Linked DNA regions of Danio rerio: all the other regions are linked to region 3. A link is a contact called in public HiCAR-type and Micro-C data. All regions are on one chromosome and are shown on one strand. Each heading gives the region's core, a stretch centred on a gene start, on an enhancer-like site or on the middle of the called end of the contact. The rest is flanking DNA. Distances are from core to core; before and after follow the strand shown.

What was found. A called contact is a pair of places that touch in the nucleus more often than the background predicts. HiCAR-type assays count read pairs that join an accessible place to other places.
Region 1: a Micro-C map of caudal fin shows a contact between it and region 3, with 3 times the contacts expected there. The contact joins the promoter of si:ch211-196f2.6 here to the promoter of zgc:77439 in region 3. A contact is called at or near these places in 2 of 18 Hi-C or Micro-C datasets (caudal fin and an unstated tissue).
Region 2: a HiCAR-type map of caudal fin shows a contact between it and region 3, with 4 times the contacts expected there. The contact joins the promoter of her8a here to the promoter of zgc:77439 in region 3. A contact is called at or near these places in 1 of 18 Hi-C or Micro-C datasets (an unstated tissue) and 1 of 4 datasets of contacts at active chromatin or transcription factors (caudal fin).

Annotation. Positions count from the first base shown.
Region 1 is chr7:26,196,826-26,200,086 of GRCz12tu, reverse strand. si:ch211-196f2.6 reads right to left here and starts at 1,289. Exons shown (of 5, transcript NM_001386734.1): 1 at 1,068-1,289. The coding sequence starts at 1,119. All of the region lies in intron 3 of LOC141375366 (a long non-coding RNA gene), which reads left to right.
Region 2 is chr7:26,462,353-26,465,762 of GRCz12tu, reverse strand. her8a (hairy-related 8a) reads left to right here and starts at 1,907. Exons shown (of 4, transcript NM_199624.3): 1 at 1,907-2,065; 2 at 3,347-3,410. The coding sequence starts at 2,003.
Region 3 is chr7:26,329,932-26,333,090 of GRCz12tu, reverse strand. zgc:77439 reads left to right here and starts at 1,503. Exons shown (of 8, transcript NM_001197289.1): 1 at 1,503-1,609. trnas-uga (transfer RNA serine (anticodon UGA)) reads left to right here and starts at 1,866; the gene lies at 1,866-1,947.

The DNA.
Region 1 (3,261 bases), core at 40-2,539, 130 kb after region 3:
CTAAAAATATTGATAAATGTAGAAGAAAGTTTCAGACAAGACTATGTTTACATTCAAGGTGTTTGAATTGTGGAAAACGTTACTTTATTGTTATTTAATACACTGTAAATATTAATTGAAGTAAAAAAATAATTTAGATTTTAAATGGTTAAGTGTTAAATTATACATAGCGTCAGTTAAGCAAAGATTTTAAATATGTGTGTGTTACAAAAAATGCTATTTCCGTTTCTTTACTTTGTTTAACTTTTCATTTTTGTTTAATTGCATATTTGACGGACTTTATATACAAAACATTTATTTGGGAGAGCTGGTGACGCATTGTGAAACCTCTACAAGCTGTGATTACACAAAAAAAAAGATTCTGTGGATTTACATTTTTTAAGGTAACTGTACTTCAAAAAGCGATTACTTAAAAAAGTAAGTAAACCCATGCCCTTAAAAAACGACAAGTTGATTTTACTTTAAAAATGTGCATATTTATGTTGTAACTTAGAACTGTTACCTCATTTTTGTAATTATGCACATAGTTTGTTTACTTAATAATTTGAAGGTAATTAATTTACTCATTTTTTCAGACAATCGATTTTTACAGTGCGGTTGCAAACAATTTATACATAATGTTCAACTTAATTTGTTTGGTTAAATTTAGTCCATATAAAACACTTATCTTAGTAAATTCATTGAATCATCTTGTTTTTGTACTTATTTTTTTATTAAAACAAAAATCCATGCAAAATCCGTGTTCAGATCAAAATAAATTGGCTAAGAGAATCCTTAAATTGAATCCCATAATAAAAAATGTATTAATTTCTATATAAAATATTGTCAGTGAAAGTGTCGGTAATCATAATTTCAGTGGTGCATGCGGAAGGGATATGCTTTCGTTTAAAACATTTTAATGCATGATGTCTTCATTTACCATTTTCAATTTATAGCTTTTTCCGGTGACATAGCAACTTCAGCATCCTCTGCTCAAACTACATCTAAAACCTTTATGGTGATTTAGGTACATTTAAAATGTACAAATATTACATTTTCTTAAACAATTTGACACAAAATGAAGTTACCTGATTCCAAGAAGGCGAGGGTGAGAAAAGCACAGAGAAAGTTGCGGCTCATGGTTGTCGAGCTTCACCAACTCTGGCTTTGTCTTCCGTCTGTTTTCTGCTTTGTTTGTCTTCTCTTTTTACCTCTTTGAACCTCTAACCATCAGGCTGTCATTCTAACCATCTGCTTTCTTCCCTCATGCTTTCTTTAGTTTAACTTCGACTGCCAGCTCAGCTCATCTTTGATGTTGTATAAGGAAATGATGCTTACTGCACTTGAACATGTGGGAGTTTCCACTGAGTGTTTTTTTTTACCCAGAAAAAACACTCAAAAGAAAGTTATTACAAGACAGTTTAGCAGTTAGTAATATTATATATATATATATATATATATATATATATTTTTTTTTTTTTTTTTTATATGTGCAAAAGTCCAGTTATTCTCTTCTACATGAATTCAAACATCATGTGCTTAAACAACACTTAAAACATTAGAGGTAGTAACTCGAGGTGTCTCAAGGAAATGGAATTATTTTAATGGAAACTGCAAGGGATAGCTTAGAAAAATGGAAACATCTACCATAAATGGTCATATCAAATGAGTCACCTTTTATTAAGGGCATCTCTTATTCACATTGAAATTTTGCCTTAAATGAACTCTACTTAATATATCATGTAGCCACGATTTTTGCTACAAGTGACAACTGAGACGATCAGACATTCACACATTAACCTTAAGTTGAGTTTGTTCTTTTATACTCCTACTCGAATCCATCTGTACGATTGTACGCCCCGCTATATTCACACCAATCACAGATGTTCTTTTCGAATCTTAATATCCTTTAGTATTTGCATAGATGTCATCAAAATGTTCATCAGTACTATTATTTGAAAAAGTTAATTGGTGAAAAAACAGGTTTAAAAGGGTTTCCTTTATGTTTACTGTACCTATTTTAATGGGTTTACATGAAAGGCTCTATTTTGACGATCCACGCGCAAAGTGTAAAGCGCAGGGCGCAAATGCATTCAGGGCGTGTCAGAATCCACTTTTGCTAATATAAGGACTAATGTTAAAAGTTCTTAAAAGGTATAAAAACCAAAGTTGCGTCGTGCCATAGTGCATTTGCTATTTACCTGACGGCTTTGTAAGTGGAAAAACAGCATTTCACAAGCAAGAAAACTGTTAAACAGAGCATCTGCAGCGCCAGAATGAGAGATAAGGCCTCTCATTATCTACTTTCACTTTCGCTCTTGTGGATAGGGAAACCTTGTACGCACAGACATCAATTAGTCTATAAATAATTAATTTCGTTTGTTAAGTGCGAATAATGTTTCAAAACTATTTCTAAATTCAGTTCTAATTTCCAGCCAACGAATAAATAAACAATAATAACGAAGTGTGGTCAAAATACTGAGTTATATCCTAATACACATGCTGTGCCCCATATGGTCTTAAACCTGACAGGTGGACAAATCTAAGCTTGTTTTTAATAAACAAATATAAATATGGATATAATAAATAATACTGCTAATAATAATAATAACATTATACAAAAGCAAATTGTTATGAATGAACTGAAAAAGCCTCTCGAGATGAAGAAGGCATGAAAGTATGGTTTGTAAATTTATGTTGGCTAGAATATAATATGTTTTGTAATATTTAAATCCTTTATATTTATATCCCATATATCCTTATTATGTCCTATATATATCCTTAATATTTTATTCTTTTTCATCTGTAAAGATATTTGCGTGTTGCTTTTCATCTTGTTTGTATTAAGCAGTGTGTAAGCGAGGCGCACAACTAACGCTCAACAATAGACCGCTGGAACAAACGCTGGACAATAGACCGGCTTTGTTCTGGTCTATGGAAAAATCTATTATAGTTTGTCAAAATAGCAATGCGCCTCAGAACGCCTTCCTTTTTAGACCAGAACACCTATGGGCGCACATATGAGCGCAAATCCGCTTTATTTGGTAGACTCGATGGACTTTCAGGCAATGGACTTTCTTTTTTGGACTTTATGGATTTCAGAGCACTTTGTTTTGTTTTGTACTATTATAAGTGAATATAAAATCTGTCTGTAGCATTCGTATACTTTACATGTTTGGGACACTGGTGTGGGATTAACAACTTAGCATAAACACAGTGCTAACTCTTTTTTTATAACCCCGGGTAAATATCTTTCTTAACCCTGAAATGAAAATAACTGTA
Region 2 (3,410 bases), core at 658-3,157, 130 kb before region 3:
GCTTCAGTGGAGTGTGCCCGTCCCGTAGGTGAACAGAACAATGTGGAGGGCTGGAGAAAGGGGATGGTGTGGAGGAAGGGGAGGGACACTGGGAGATAATAGTAGTTCTCCCACTGTGAAAACACTTAAAAACTTAAGATTTCTTGGCTATTGTTGCACGTTACCATCCTCCAATTCCATCCTCCGTCTTTGTTGGGGTAGAGGGTAGGGATATATCTTGTTTTTGTTTGCACCTGGGATTTAATGGCTATTAAAAAGTTTTCAGTTTCCTTTTTTTATAGGCTACATTTAATTCCATATTTTCTTTAAGCTTAAGGGCCGAATTAAGCAGATAATCATTTGAATGGTGTCTACAGAAATATAGCCAGTGTTGTTGGGGGTAAGGCATAATATTACTTTTCTAAGTAAGGAGTAAGGTAACGCATTACTTAAAAAAAACTCGATTAACTAGACCTATAGTAACTCGAGTTACTTTTTAGTTTATTTAATTATCTTTTAAATAAATAACTGAACTAAAATTGGTCACAATGAATTACGCAGTCAATTGGAGGATGTGTTATTTATTTCGAACGCATTAAAAAAAGGAAAATGGGATTATCTCAATGGACAGTAATTTTACTTAAATACACTGTAAAAAGTCCTGGTTGCCTTAAATTTTTAGGTTGAATCAAATTATTTTGTACTTTATGCTAAACTGACTCAAAACAGCTTGCTCAACTTCTAAAATTAAGTTAGAACAATATTAACTTAATAAGTTCCATGAAATAAAAACACATGTCTGATTATAATTGAGCATATTTTTTGCAGAGTAGTACAACATAGCAAACACTGCTTTAAACTTTTAACAATCATGTATATATGGCATATATATAGCTCTAGGTTAGGAAGTTCTCGGATAAAATTATATTTTAAAATTGGTTTAAGTTATACAGTGTGTTGTTTATTGCACTCCTCTATTTAAAAAGAAAGTAAGAAAAAAAAAGTTCTGTAAGAGGTCCAGCCTTAGCCAGGTATAAAAAGTAACGTAAAATTAAGTGTATTACTTACCATAAAAAGTAATGCAACTAGTTACTTTTTGGGGAGTAACTCAATATTGTATTGCAGTACTTTGTGAACTTTCCCAACACTGAATATAATAATATATTAAAAAGAAATATAAACTATTTTATTTTATTGATTAACTTTCATGTGTCTAAAGTGACGGCCACTTTTTGTTCTGTGTCACTAAATAAATCATTGGATTTACCTTACCTTAAATTTTTTTAAGGTAAGTGGTTGCAAACAATTTATGTGAGCTGAATTTAAACAAACATGACGGAATTGTGTAAAAATTCAGCCACTATAAAATGTTTGCAACCACTTATCTTAAAAACTGTTAATTCAATTAATGTTTTTCATGCAGTGTACCACAGGTGCGTCATATATTATCATATATTATCATATAATATATATATATATATATATATATATATATATATATATATATATATATATATATATATATATATATATATAGGCCTATATATATATATATATATATATATATATATATATATATATATATATATATATATATATATATATATATATATATATATTTATATATATTACAGTTTAAGGGTTAACAGGAAAGAAAATGTTCCTAGAAATGTTTGTCAGCTGAATCAAATGCGTGTAACATTTTGTGACAGCGAGTCACCAGTGAAGTGAAACTTTTGAACCCTGAGCCTCATCTCAGTGCACCAGCACTATGTGTGGAACGTGGGATCTGCGCTATTTAACAGGCCAAACCCGAGACTGTGGGAATTTGTGCTGCAGAAAGCACCCGTGTATTGTCATGGTAATTTGGGTGGGTGGAGGTTTGAGGGGGCGCATGGGTACATGTTAAACGAGGTTAAGTGAGCCTGTGTACTTTCTGCTTCCACCGAGACCACGCCACCACAACCCAAACGTGCACACTCGTGGGAAACTTTCTGAACTAGTTTCATACTGGTGGAGAATAATGACGGCCTCCAACATGGGCAATGGTCCGGAGAAGAATTTCAACGCAAAAGAGGAGCGAAAGGTAATGTCACATTTGCGGCATTTTGTGCGGTTTGATGATGACTGTGCGAACTTTAGCGAAATATTCAACTTTATTTTATGTATCCATGATAAAAGCATAAATAAACATCACATGGCGATTTATTAAATTAGCTTTTACGTTCAAGTTTTCATTCTTGTGACGGTGTGAAATGTGAATATCTTCTGTTTAAATTAGAAATGTAAAATATCCGAAGTATCAATACACTCTTCAAACTTATGGTTCTACGACAGAGTTTTTGCAGTAGCAAATTGCAGTTGCAATTCGGGCTCCTTGAAGAACCTTTTAGTGAAAGTTATTAAAAGTTTCTTAGTGTGAATCCTATTAATAAGTGAAATACATTTTAAAACTCCAAACAACATTTTAGAGACAACCCTGTAAAAGTTTGTTCATAACCATCAGTGCTCATAGAGAAACTTTATCACTTGATATATTTCATAAACAACTCAATACAACAAAACAGCACAATACAATTTGCCTAGCATGTTTTGTTACCTCAACTAATCCATTTTAAATGATCTGCATTGATTAAATTAATAATTTTAAAAGATAGTTTGCCCTCCCAAAATGCTAAATATGTCATAGTTTGTCATCGCATTATTTTTTTTTGTCATATATTGAAGGTTGTAAGTAACCATTTTTTGGTCCCAAATGACTTCGAAGATTTTTTTTATATTGTGGAAGTAAACCAGAAACAGTGGGGTTAGCCACAGTCCTAAAATATCTGTATGTCTTTATAAGTCTGGAACAATTTGAGCATGATTTAATGATGACATAAATTATGACAGAATTGTGATTTCTGTGTGAACTATCCCTTTAAATAACTATGACACCACCACCACCACTACTACTGACTTAACTCTGCACTCCTTATTGTCATCGATGGTTTCATGAACAACTTTTTACATCAAAAGAACTTTTTCATTCTACAGAAGTTTCTTTAGATAACTAAAATCTTTTTTTTTTCCACAGAAATAACTGTGGAACTTTTCACTGTAGCAGCATGTGAAACTGTTCTAGAAACCTTTGTTTTTAACAATGTCAGAGTAACTGCAGTAAGCTTCAGGCAAGACTTTACATTAGTTGTTAAACAATGACATGAATATGACCTCATTTGGGATGTCTAACGACTGTTTCACTCTTTAGATATATGCATTACTGAACTGGCTTGTGTATTGTAAGTCTTGGTATAGTCAAACCTGGGAGCAAATGAATCCCTTGAGGATATCTTATGAATAGTTCACATGCTTTCTATCATTTTAGCTGCGGAAACCATTGATAGAGAAGAAACGCAGAGAGAGGATAAACTCGAGCCTTGAGCAGCTGA
Region 3 (3,159 bases), core at 254-2,753:
GGTTACACCCCCTTTTGCCTTTAGAACTGCCTTAATCCTTCGTGGCATCGATTCGACAAGGTACTAAAAATATTCCTCAGATTTTGTTCCATATTGACATAATAGCATTACACAGTTGCTGCAGATTTGTCGGCTGATGGATCAAAACATGGCGACTTCCAGCAGGATAACGCACCATGTCATAAAGCATGCATCATCTCAGGCTGGTTTCTTGAACATGACAATGAGTTCACTGTACTCAAATGGCCTCCACAGTCACCAGAGCTCAATCCAATAGAGCACCTTTGGGATGTGGTGGAACGGAAAAACTACAGCCTGTGCTCCATCCTTTAATAATACAGATATATGAGATCATCTGCACTATGGCTAAAATAAACAGAAGTATTTATTAAACTCTTTCTTTGTCAGTTAGTAAACATTATTTTACATTACACTATCAGACCCATGGGAATTTAAACTGTAAGTTATATATTACAATTTTATAAATAATGAAAATTTAGAATAAAAAATGTCAAAAGATACTTATTTTTAAGATACAAATGTATTATCATATGTCATTACAAATTTTTGTATTTTTTTTTTTAGAAATAGGTTAAAACTTGTTTTAAATGAAGGACCGAAGCCTACAGACAATACGCTGGCCAGTACATTCAACATTCCTCAGTCAGAATTTGGCCATTTGATTAATAAGAAAAATTCAAACATATTAATACTTCGACTCTTTCAAACCACCCAAACCCCTCTCTACAGGTCTAACTATTAAATTTAGCTACCTTAATAAATTTTATGAAGAGAGGTTTAATTAATAATATATTTTAATAGCAGTTAAATATTATATATATACATATATATATATATATATATATATATATATATATATATATATATATATATATATATATATATATATATATATATATATATATATATATATATATATTTGACAGTTGAACAGGTGTACCTAATGGAGTGTATGTGTGTTCGCACAAGCATTGTTGTATATGACAATTGACAGTTAGGCTTTGTCCGTCTGTATCTGTATATCTGCAGCTAAAGTTAATTTGTTACATTCAGATCTCAAAATATGCACAACTTCTATGATTTAAGTTACAAAAAGACACAAGGGAATCAAATTTGAGTTTAGCTTATAGGAGCCGATAAAGAAGAAATCTGTAGGTTTTGCTATAGACTTAAATGGTGATGATATGGAAAAAAAACAAAAAGAGTCTTCTAGTTCCCAGTACAACAATAAGAAGGGCTGTAATAAGGTAGATGTCTCTGGGGTCAGTGCGAAACCCCTGCATTCACGAAGTTTCCATGACGCGAGCTCGTAACTTGTTACTTTCAGATATCTTAATTATTTACAAGAAACCGTTCATTTACTGAGGGGTAGCAAATAATTTATTCATTTTAAAATAGTATAGAAACAAACTGGCTTATTGATTTAAAAATTGCCCAGTGCGTAATTTTGAGTCCAAAATTATACTCGGGGAGGGCATTTGGCAACCAAAGGTGTCACGTGACGCGCTCGATAAAACGGCTAAAAGTGTAGGCCAGTGTCTGTTTTCTGGAGGTCCACAGAAGCTGCCTCTTTCACCCTCATTTTACGGTACGATTAATTCTCGATTGTCTCTGAATACAAAATACCTTGTTTAATGATTTGGAAATAGTTTATTTCAAAATCATTTTAACATTATCACAGAATTCGGTGTGCATTTGGGTTAGCAAAGGCTGACTGATGTTACATCTATTTTACACCGGACCGTTCGCGGTTCCATTATGTTGTGTTCTGTTTTGTAAACAGCTAGTACGCCTTGTGTAGTTTAACAACAACAAAACAGGAAGTTCCCTGTTTATGAACCGGTGCTGCGATGGCCGAGTGGTTAAGGCGTTGGACTTGAAATCCAATGGGGTCTCCCCGCGCAGGTTCGAACCCTGCTCGCAGCGATAATTTATTATTTTGAGGAAGTAAAAATTGCAGCCATTAGCTCCACAAGAATGCTAGCATTCACAAAAGTGCTCATTCCCACAAAAAAAGATTGGAAAGTAAGGTGGTAATTGCATGCAAGCTAGTTTGTGAGTTGAAGTACTAAAGGCTTGCCAAGTTTGCACAAAAACAAAACTAAAGGAAAATATAACTGTTCATCCAAGTATCTAAAAATCCACTAGAACATCTTAAACTTTTGTATCAGTGTATGCTGAATTGAAGTTATTTGACAAATTGAGCAAAATATCAAAGTAAAAACTCTTTAACAACTTCTGACTGATTTCTGGATAATAACTGACGACGGGCCTCGCCTCTTGTCCGTTACAACCCATGTTGCTTTATTTTCTAATATTTTATCATGTAGATATAATTATTATTCATTTGGCACTCATAAGTTGATCAGATGTATTTGTAAATTGGCTGATGAATATTTTAAGCTATGTTCAGATAAATGCACAGCTAAAGTAGTTCTACATCCAGAAGCAGTTTGGCCTTAGGTGTGGGCATTCACTGAAAAAAAGTAAAGTTCCCTTGAATATTGCCTTATTATTCATAATAAATTACAATACTGTATGCAGATCCATATGCACGCGTAAAAGCATGTGAAACACTGACACCTATTGACTATAACCGGTGACAGTCAGTACCCTGATTTATGCTAGTAGTCAAACAGCTTAATTTATGTGTAAAAGGCAGTTCACCTCCTTCACTAAACTCATGATTTAGCGCAGTGTTATCATTCCAGAAGGGGGAGAATCTCAAGAAAATATGGCAACAGTTTAAAAGCAACCAAATTGCCGTGGACGTGGCAACCCAAGCACAAGTTTTAGACTTTTGAGATATTTTTGATAAAAAAGAAAGCTTGTCTCATGTCGAGAGATCACCTGACTTCCTATGTAAAACTGACTTCCTATGTAGCCTAGGGTCTTCCAGAAATTCTTCACATGCAACATTTCTCTCTAAATAGGTACAAAAAAAAAAAAAGTTTTAAATTAGTATTAATTTATTTATTATTATTATTATTTTTTGCTATGAAAAAGAAGTGCCATCAAAGCACAAAGGGTTAACATGATTGAGCTGCCGGTGAGCTGGACAGATTCCAGCGCGCACTCGATAAAATTAGCGGAGTATTGAGTCTCGTCCGCTTTGAGAGACTGACGGATCCCGGTGCT